Regions from separate parts of the Sus scrofa genome. Here region 2 is linked to region 1. A link is a contact called in public promoter capture Hi-C data. All regions are on one chromosome and are shown on one strand. The core of a region is the stretch at or near the end of the contact, and the rest is flanking DNA. Distances in the headings are between cores, read along the strand shown.

Evidence for each region. Promoter capture Hi-C pulls out the DNA fragments that hold promoters and counts their contacts.
Region 2: a contact with region 1 is called in a promoter capture Hi-C map of fetal skeletal muscle, with 7 times the contacts expected there. The contact joins the promoter of COPS8 here to the promoter of ASB18 in region 1. A contact is called at or near these places in 1 of 5 promoter capture datasets (fetal skeletal muscle) and 1 of 2 datasets of contacts at active chromatin or transcription factors (skeletal muscle).

Annotation. Positions count from the first base shown.
Region 1 is chr15:136,114,018-136,119,178 of Sscrofa11.1, forward strand. It overlaps ASB18 (ankyrin repeat and SOCS box protein 18), which reads right to left and starts at 2,067. Exons shown (of 6, transcript XM_021075270.1): 1 at 1,796-2,067. The coding sequence starts at 2,000.
Region 2 is chr15:136,824,281-136,829,780 of Sscrofa11.1, forward strand. It overlaps COPS8 (COP9 signalosome complex subunit 8), which reads left to right and starts at 3,942. Exons shown (of 8, transcript XM_003133761.4): 1 at 3,942-4,160; 2 at 5,143-5,213. The coding sequence starts at 4,083.

The sequences.
Region 1 (5,161 bases), core at 817-3,316:
TGGTGCAGGATGTTAGCAACGTGAAAAGAAACGGTATTACATTGTACTGTATTGTATTGTATTGTATTGTATTGCATTGTATTGTGTTGTATTGTAATGTATTGCTTTCTAAGGCTGCACCTGGGGCATATGGAGGTTCCCAGGCTAGGGGTTGAATCAGAGCTACAGCTGCCGGCCTACACCACAGCCACAGCAACACAGGATCTGAGGCACATCTGTGACCTACACCACAGCTCACGGCAATGTTGGATCCTTAACCTACTGAGCGAGGCCAGGGATGGAACTTGCAACCTTGTGGTTACTAGTCGGATTCGTTTCTGCTGTGCCACAACAGGAACTCCTTTTTTTCCCTTCTTCTTCTTTTTAGGGCTGCCTCTGTGGCACATAGAAGTTCCCAGGCTAGGAGTCAAATAGGAGTGACAACTGAGGCCTACACCACAGCCACAGCAATGCCGGATCCGTCACCCACTGATTGAAGCCAGGGATCAAATGATGAAGCCAAATCATAGCAGGGATCTGGCAGGGAGGGGTGCCCAGAGCAGAGACCCTGCCCTCCCGGCTCCCTGCAGCAGCTTTGGTCAGCTAGCCTGGGGGTAGGTTGATGTGTTTGCTAAGGCACCTCACCTGCAGGCACAGGGCAGGGGGCAGGGTGACTCTGCAGGGCTCAACACTCCCCGCCCGAAGGGTGGTTTATGATGTTAAAATCCCCTCCCAACTAGCATATGCAGGATAGATGCATAACAAGGGCCTCCTGCAGAGCATAGGGAACCATGTCCAATAGCCTGTGATCAACCATCACGGAGAAGAATACGAAAAAGAATATATCCACGTGTCACCGAGTCGCTTTGCTGTACCGCAGAAACAAACACAACATTGTGAATCCACTATACGTCAATATAATTAAAACAAACAAACGTGAAAAGCTTCTCTCATGGACTCAGAAAAACACAGTCCCCTTCAAACCCCAGTGCAGGCTCCTGGATCGGGGTGTGTACCCCAAGGGCGCTGTCCCTGTGAGGCCCTGGGCCGGCCCAGGCAGAGCCAAGGGTGGATTCATTGCCTCGAAAGAGGATTAAAATTAAGAAGACTGTGTAGTGCCAGGGAAAATACTTTAGAAACGTTAACAGAGAACACAAGTTATATCTACCACACAGTTACACGTGGAGGAAGTTCACACATGCAAATAGACTAGCGGCAGGGGGGTGGGGTGGGGGGGCGGGAGTGGAGAGATGAAAACTGGGCACTGGTGTCATGGCTTGATTTTTTTGCTTTTTACATTTTTTTTATTGTGCTGTAATTGTTGCCTATGTAACACAGATATACACTGTATGCCTCTATACATAGTATCTCTCTTTATATCATTATATATATAGGTGCACACACACACAGTAGCCAGTTTCTCCCTAAAGCCTTACCCAGCTCGTTGACACCCCCAGGGGTAGGGGTGGTGTACATAGTATGTACTACTATGTCCTCCGATGTGTGTGTGTGTGTGTGTGTGTGTATAAAATATATATCCTGTATGTATAATATGACATAGAGATATATACTGGGCAGAGAGATCCATACTAAATATATACTACGTATATATACGCAGACGTGTCGTGTGTGCACATAGACATTATGTATATACAGTGACTGCAGCACATGCGTATGTCTATGAAATAAGGATCAGGGAGCTGGGCAGGTACCGTGTGCCTGCCTCAACCATGTGCCCTTCCACCCGCAGCGCCCACCCCTCAAGGGCACACAGGATGGGGAGGTCAGTTTCCAAGGCAGTGACTGACGCAGTTACCTAGGAGCACCCCGGGGGGCAGCTGCGCCGAGGGGTCCTTCATCCAGTCGTCGTTGGCCAGTTCTATCACGGCATCCACGGGCCGGACTTCAGTGCAGGCCAGGGCCCTCACCCTCTCCTCATCCCCGGCTTCCAGGGCCGACTTTAATCTCGTCACCAAATCCGAAGTGACCGGGTAATCGGGAAGGCGGGCCGAGATGGACATTGTAATATCGTTTGTGTGGCGACCAAACGGCTCTTCTCAACCGAGTCCAAAGTCAGCAGCTGCAGGAGCGGGCTCTGGGCGTGCCTATAAATAGAAGCCGAGCGGCTCCAGTTACGGCTCTGGGGAGGCACCACCTGCCAGCAGCCCTCCCCACCCCTTCCTTACAGGGAGATGGGAACTATTCTCCCCAAGGCCTCCGTTCAGGATTATTCTAGTAAACCTGCCTGTGACTGGGAGAAACAGGACAGTGTGGTTAAAACAAAGACCCCGTGCTATGTGCTCAGGCGTGGGACTGAGGATCATAAGAACGGCTGTGTACGTGTAAAACTGAGCCACCTGGCTGTACACCCGAAACGAACACCACATTGTAAGTCAACTATACGCCAATAAAATAAAAAAAATAAAATAAAGTAGGAGTTCCCGCTGTGGTGCCGTGGGTTAAGAATCCAACTGCAGTGGCGGGGTCACGGCAAGAGCACCGGTTGATCCCTGGCCAGGCACACTGGGTTAAAGGATCCAGCATTGCTGCAGTTGTGGTGTAGGCCAGCAGCTGTGGCTCAGATTCGATCCCTGGCCCAGGAACTTCCATAGGCCACGGGCCCAGCCATTAAAAACAAACAAACAAACAAACAAAAAAAAACCCAAAGTGCGACTCTGTGCTGAAACTTTAAAATCCTTTTCCTGAGACTGGCTTGGAACATCTGGTCGGTTGAAAGGAATATTTTGTAATGTTCTGAACCACAGAGTCCTTCACTTCATCTACCAAGAGAGTCTGGGTGACTATAAATCAGACAGACCTTGGAATTAAGGAGAAGGCAGGGGAATCCTTGGCTTCCAAATTCAGAGATAGACCGGGCTGCCTCAAGAAGACAAACACACCACATACGTGAACACAAAAAAGTAACCTTAGTATTTGCGGCTGCCTTTGGATTTGTCCAGGCTGCACCTGAGGCTTAAAGCACCCAATTCCACGCCCTGTGCGAGTGCAAGCACTGCTGTTGGTTTCTGTGCATTCCACGAGCGGAGAGTGGACGCGTTCCGTGCCCTCTGCCTCTCGTTCCTGGGTGTCTCCACGTCCACCTGCTCCAGCAGCGCCTGCATGCTGGGAGGCTCTCCAGGCTGTGCCGTACGCTTACAAGTGGACTCATTGCGGGGTTTATTAAAAACAAACAGGAGGAGTTCCTGCTGTGGCTCAATGGTATCGAACCTGACCAGTATCCATGAGGTTGCGGGTTCGATCCCTGGCCTCCCTCAGGGGGTTAAGGATCCAGCGTTGCTGCAAGCTATGGTGTAGGTCACAGATGGGGCTGGGATCTGGCGTGGTGTAGCCTGTCAGCTTCAGCTTTGATTCTACCCCTAGTCTGGGAACTTCCATATGCCGCAGGTGTGGCCATTAAAAAAAAAAAAGAAAGAAAAAAGAAAAAACATTGAAATATATTGAACACATAACATTCTGAGTATGTTTAAGGTATACATCATATGATTTATAGCTTGTAAGGTGGCTGCCTTTGTAATGTTGGCTAACACCGCTATCACATTGCAGAACCACCAGTCCTTCTTTTGCGGCGGGGATAATTCCGTTTTCTTAGTCTCTTAGTAAGTTCAATGTTCATAATATGATATTATAGTCTAGTTGCTGGACTCTGCATTAAATCTCGAGGAGTTGTTTATCTACTGGTTGCAGGTTTGTAGCTTTCAATGGCATCTCTCCTCTCATGTGCCTTTATGGACGTCCCTCTGCCTTGTGTTCCCATCTTGCAACCTCTTTCCTTTCCCTCTCTCTCTCTCTCTCTTGCTTTTCAGGGCCACACCCAATGCATATGGAAATTCCATAGGCTAGGGGTCGAATTGGAGCTGCAGCTGCTGGCCTATGCTACGGCCACAGCAACGCAGGATCCAAGCCACATCTGCAACCTACATCACAGCTTGCAGCAATACCAGATCCTTAACCCACTGAGCAAGGCCAGGGATGAAACCTGTGTCCTTACAGATACTAGTCAGGTTTGTAACCCACTGAGCCACAACGGGAAATCCCTCACTTTCTCTTGTCTTCCTGCGTGATGGTTCATTTTATGTGTGAATCAGGCTGGGCCATGGTGCCCAGATACTTGGTCAAACATTTTGGATGTTTCTGTGAGGGTTCTTTTCTGGGGGTGGGTTGAAGTTTATTTTTTAAGTTGGTAGTCTTCGAGTAAAGTAATGGGGGTGGGCCTTGTCCAATCAGTTGAAGGCCTTCACAGAACAAAGACTAATATGCCCTGAGCCAAAGGAGTACTGGCAGCAGATGGTCTTTGGATTAGACCTGCTACTCTTCCTGAGCCTCTAGTCTGCTGGCCTGCCCTGAAGGTTTTGGACCTGCTGGTTACCACAATTGTGCAAGTCGATTTCTTAAAATAAATCACATGTATCTTTATTTTAAGAAAACACACACACACAGAGGTTTTCCTTTGGTTCTGTTTCTCTGGAGAACCCTGAATAATGAACCCTTCTCCTCTCAGCTCCTCTGCAAGATTTTGCAACTTCTGTTCCATACAGTGATTCTCTTCCCATCTGATGCATGTCTATATTTGCGTTTGAGGAGCCAGCTCTGAAGTTCCTTCTCAATATCTGTTCTCTTTCTCCCTAAAAGAACCTGGGTTTTCTTTGTTGTGATGATGTGCCTGGCCCCTGGTGATGAATCGTGTTGGTTTAAATCAGTAGCATCTGCCCAGCTCTCCTTTTCTAGCTTATTGACATCTTAGCTTCCCTGGCAACCCACTTCTCTCTGGTGAGAGCAGGTGTGGTCTGCTCTGCTGCATCTAGGAAGTTTTTTCCTTTCATAATTTTAAGGGGAAGTAGTGGCTGGCACTTCTGTTTTCCTTGAACATGGACGTGATGTGTGGAGCTGTGGCAGCCACATTACAACCATGAGGTGATAGACATAAGATGAAGGCTCGACATACTAAGGTGAGTGGAACAGAAAGAGGAACAAGATGGAGGGTTCCTTGATGACATTTCTAAACCTTTGCCCCAGCTCCAGGAGGCCAACTGCTAGAATTCTTGTCTTTGTTCCTTAAGTACAGTTCATGTGTTTTCTGTGGCTTAAAGCTGAAAGTATCCCAGTTTGACGCAGGTCATGTGTTTACACTGCCATTAAAGTCATGATCATGTCCTGGTTTTGG
Region 2 (5,500 bases), core at 2,692-5,191, 710 kb after region 1:
TTTCCCTGATGTGTCCTTTGAAGTACGAACATTTTTTTTTTTTTCCTTTCTCGGCCACCTCCATGGCGTATTGAAGTCTCCTGCCAAGTATTGAACCCGACCAGAGCTGCGAACTACACCACAGCAGCCACAACGCAAGCAACACCAGATCCTTAAGCCACCATGCCAGGCCAGGGATCAAACCAGCTTCCCCACAGAGAGAAGGCAGATCCACAGCAGGAACACCAAGAAACTTCCTAATTTTGATGACCTCTAATTCATCTATTTTTTCTTTTAATTCCTGGGCTTTTAGCGTCACAGCTAAGAAACCAGTATCTAACCCCAGGCTACGAGACCTGCACTATGTTTTCTTCTAACAGTTTTATAGTTCGAGCTCTTACACTGAGGTCCTCAATCCAGTTTGATTTTATGGTTGCGTCTAGTATGAGATTAGGGTCCAGGTTTACTCTTTTGCATGTGGATAGCTAGTTGTCCCAGCACCACTTATTGATAAGGCTATTCTTTCCCTCGAAGGATGGTCCTGGCAGCCTGGTCAAAAGTGTACTGGCTGCCAATGCAAGGGTTTATTTCTGGACCCTCAATCTGCCCCACTGATCTAGGTATTTTCTCTTGCTATCCATTGACCTACATATCTACACTGCGGTGATTGCTGTGGCTTTGTAGTGAAGTTTCCCCATTGAAAAGTGCACTTCTTGAGTTAAATTTACCCTTTAGTATCTTACCCTTTCGATGCTATTTTTAAATGAAGTTGTTTCCTTTTCTTCTTCTTCCTCTTCCTCTTCCTCTTATTCCTCTCCCTCTCCCTCCCCTTCTTTTTTTAATGGCCACACCTGTGGCATATGGATGTTCCCAGGCCAAGGGATTGAATCCAAGCAGCATCTGAGTCCTACACCACAGCTGCAGCAATAATGGATCCTTTAACACACTTCACTGGGCTGGGGATTGAGCCCAAGCCTACACAGTGACTTGAGCTGCTGCGGTCAGATTCTGTTTTTTTGTTTTGTTTTGTTTTGTTTTGTTTTTTGTCTTTTGCCATTTTCTTGGCCTGCTCTCACGGCATATGGAGGTTCCCGGGCTAGGGGTTGAATCAGAGCTGTAGCCGCCGGCCTATGCCAGAGCCACAGCAACGCTGGATCTGAGCTGCGTCTGCAACCTATGCCACAGCTCACGGCAACGCTGGATCGTTAACCCACTGAGCAAGGGCAGGGATCGAACCCGCAACCTCATGGTTCCTAGTCGGGTTTGTTAACCACTGCGCCATGACGGGAACTCCATGCGGTCAGATTCTTAACCCATTGTGCCACAGCAGGAACTCCTGAAATTGTTTTCTTAATTTCAGTTTGTTCATGATTGCTGTATAGAAATACAATTGATTTTGCATGTAGGTGTTCTATCCTGCAATCTTCCTGAACCCATTTGTTAATCCTAGTATTTTTCAGTGGATTCCTTAGGAGCTAGGTGAGATTCCGGGGTTCTGAATTAGCCATCCTCCCATTTCCAACCTCCTCAATGACTGTGCTTCTCTGAGAAGAGATGAGAAGGGGGGCAGCTCACTCTAGGGGGCTCAGCCGAGGGTGATGGGTTTGCGACCTACCTCCTCCAGCCTCCAGGGCCCATGCTTCCCTTTAGCGTGCTGGCCCACCCCCTCATCCCAAGTGCCGTGGGAAACACAACCTCCTGCCACCCCAGAGTCAGCCTCTCTGGGGACCAGAGCTTCCTCTGGGTGCTGCCTCTTCTGAGTGCTGCGTCCCCAAATCACGGCCTTCTTTCCCACACTGCCCTTTATCACACCCCTGCACTTCTCCTATGACTGAAAGTTTGGGGGGTAAAAAGATAAGGGAAGCATCATACAGCAACAACCGAAAACTGAGTATTGGCCGGCGCAGACCTGGAGATCCAGCAGCCCTTCACCGTCACTTGGAGGTCCCCATGTCTAAGCCAAGTCTCACCTTAGACCCTTTTACTCCATCCCTCCACTCCCAAGACTCTTCCTTCCCTCTGCAGCTCCCAGCCACCAGTTCCCAAGTCACTGTGCCTGTCTGTTAGTTTCTATTGATTATAATTTAAAAATAAAATTAAAAACAAACAAAAAGTAGAGTTTCGTCCTCAGAATAATACCCCAAGCTCTACCTCTCACCTGTGATTGTATTTCTAAAGCTTCACTAGGAGTTCCCATTGTGGCTCAGTGGTAACAAACCCAACTAATATCCATGAGGATGCGAGTTCTACCCTGGCCTCAGTCAGTGGGTCAAGGATCTGGTGTTGCCACAAGCTGAAGTATAGGTTGTAGACATGGCTTGGTATCCAGTGTTCTGGCTGTGGCCAGCTCTGTCCGATTCAACCCCTAGCCTGGGAACCTCCATATGCCACAGATGTGGCCCTATAAAGTAAAAAAAAAAAAAAAAAAAAAAAAAAAAAAAAAAAAAAAAAAAGAAATGAAATTTCAGAGTTCTGAAATAACTATCTTCCCAATGAAATCTTTCTTGGCCAGAAATAGGCTGGGAGCCATTATCACATGTTGAAAATTCAAAATCTTGTTCCTCAAACTTTGTCGAATGATCTCAGAATCATTTTACCCTTAGTCCCTTTTCTTTTCTTTTTTTGGACGAATGAAAGTGTGTTGCTTTCATTCCCCCAAAATATCTCGAGTTCTACCAGCTATTTGCACACCTTCCTATTTAAGGTTTTTGGCAATTCTTTGAGCAACTTTTGCAGTGCTTTTCTTATCTCTATGTTCTATCTGAAGCATAACTAAACACAACCATTTCCACATGGAAAGTGTTGATTCTACAAAAATAATCAGTGAAACCGTCACTGTCTTGGAATCCTAAATAATTTTATCTTCGAGTATGGGTTTGGCAAGTCCATAGGGAGGACAGACACTCAAAGAGATGATTGAGGTATGCGTTTTCTGCCCTCCACAGTGTTTAAAATACCCCATGAATGCAGAATTCCCAGTCGACCCCAAATGATAGGAATTCAGCAAGACCCAGCTTAAGTACAAACAAAGTGTTACGTCTACCAATTGTGTGATTTCTGTGATTCCACATGAGTTAAATGCACTTATATTCGCCTTTAAAATTGGCTTCGTATAATATAAAGACAGATGGTAAGATGCATGCTAATAATTGAAATTTTTGCTTTTTCCCTTTCTTAGAATATTAAATAGCAAACTTTAGAATGCTATGAAAAGTTGAAACACTGCGGAATAAGGGAAAAGCTTTAGATTCTATAGCCTTTACGGGTAATTTCCCTTCTGCTTTTTGAACTAGTGATGTGCGTTTTCAATTTGCTTTGGGCTCACAAATCCTGCGGCTGACCCTGCAGCAGGGCGGCCTAGGCAAGGGCAGCAAACCAAAGTATAAATAAATAACGCACCATACAACGTTCGTTAGGACTGCGCAGAAAACTGAGGAGGCCAGGATGGCTGGAGCAAGTCGGAGGGATCTGGGGATTTGATCTGTGAGCGATGCCAAAGACTCTGGATTGTTAGGGATTTGAGCAGAAGAATAACAAGACGACTTAGGTTTCAAAAAGCATCATTTTGGCTGCGGTGGCTGTCCGGGAGTAGCCTGGAGGGAGGCGGAGTGAGGTCCGGAGAGGACCGAGCTCAGGCCCTGTCGGGTGGTCCACGCTGGCGCAGCCGCTCTCGGATGGGGGGCCTGCAGGAGGGGAGCCCCCAGGAAGGACCGCACCGCCTGCACCGAAGCGGGAGGGCTGCTGAAGGAGGAGGCGGGGGGAGGAACCGAAAGCTGGGTTTTGAACTTTAAAATTTCCGTGGCCTCAGAGTAAAGGCAGCGAAGAGTCCGCAGACCGGCCCCAGTCCCCGCCCTCCCTGGCTCCGAAAGCCGCGTCCCCAGACGCCAGGCGAGTCCTCCAGGACATAGAGTGCACGGGCCAGAGCGGCAGCGACCCCGCCAGGCCGCAGCGACGTCTAATGACGCGCCGGAACCGATGATGCGCCTGCGCACGGGAGCTCGGCGGCGACGGCGGCTTTTACGTCATCGCGGGCGCGACGCCCGGAGGGACAAGTCTGGGGTCCAGCTAGAAGGGGAGGTACGGCGGCGGGACCGGCCGGGAAGATGCCAGTGGCGGTGATGGCGGAAAGTGCCTTTAATTTCAAAAAGTTGCTGGATCAGTGCGAGAACCAGGAGCTGGAGGTAGCCATTCGCCTTTCGGGGTCGCGCGTGGCCTTGTGCGGCGCCGGTCTCCAGGGTAACGGGGCCCGAGGCCCAGGGCCCGCCGGGCTGGGGCGGGCGCGGGGCCGGGCGTGTGGAGCCCGGGACGCCGGGCCTGCTCCTGGCTGAGCATCCAGGCCTCGCCTCCCCGAACTTGCTGGGGGCTTTTTGTTGTTTTGTCTTCAGCCAGTGAGCCCGAAAATGCTGTGCGTCTTTGCTCCTAACACTCTCCAATATGCTTCTCGGGTTAAAGATGTTTCCTCCCCGTCGTGGGGAGAGGTGAGGGAGTCTGTGTGCGCGTTGTAGCCTGTTCCTAACTCGGAAAGTCCTTAGTCTCATGTCGCGGAAGCTTGCCGTCTTAGCTTCATTAGGACTGGTGAAATTATTTCACGAAGGTCTTAACAGTAAGGGTTTTTTTTTTTTTTTTAATTTTCTTAGAAAGGCACTTACAAGCATGTACAGTATCAGTATAAAAAGTTAATTAACCCAAAGAGACTACTGCCAGAAGCAGCAGCTCACTAATAGACACTTAACAGATGATTTTCTGAATAAAGTTGAACAAGGAGAGAAACGTCTTCGTCATTCAGCTGTGACATTTCTCTCTTCGTTACTCACTTACCTAGATTTTCAACATACCTGGTGTAACGGGCAGAATCATCATACTTGAGGAATCTGTGGGAAATACTCTTGTAACAGTAAGGCCATTTAAATAAGAATTTGAGAACTGGGAAAGGGATCCCACTGAAATGTTCCCGTGCATATATAAACTCAGTGGCCCAGAGGGAGATAATTCATAGCTGGTGACAGATCTAAACTTATCACTCTGGCTTTTAGTGTGTGACACTCTCTTTTTCTCCATCTGTAAGGGTAAGTACTATGAAATATGCTTACTTTTTAGATGCTTTGAAAAATACAAAAGTATACAAATAAATGAGCTTTTTCTCTTTTGTTTTTGGCTTTAAAGGCTCCAGGAGGAATTGCTACACCTCCAGTGTATGGTCAGCTTCTAGCTTTATATCTGCTCCATAATGACATGTAAGTACTTTCTACCTAAAGCTAAGAGAAACAGCTTCCTGAAGAAATTATTCTTGCGTTGAAGTAGCATCACTAAAACATAGACAGAAGGAGCTTTACATTTTATTGTAATAGTATATTTATTTCATATACTGAATCATGGCTTAAATCGTGATTAGGCTGAGTTAAAATGCACTTCTTTTCTTATATCTTTCTTAAAATTTTTCAATCTGTTACGATGAACTACAGTGTCAGTAAATTCCTTTAAATCTGTTAGTCTCTTCTCTTTTGTTTTGTTATGAAATGTC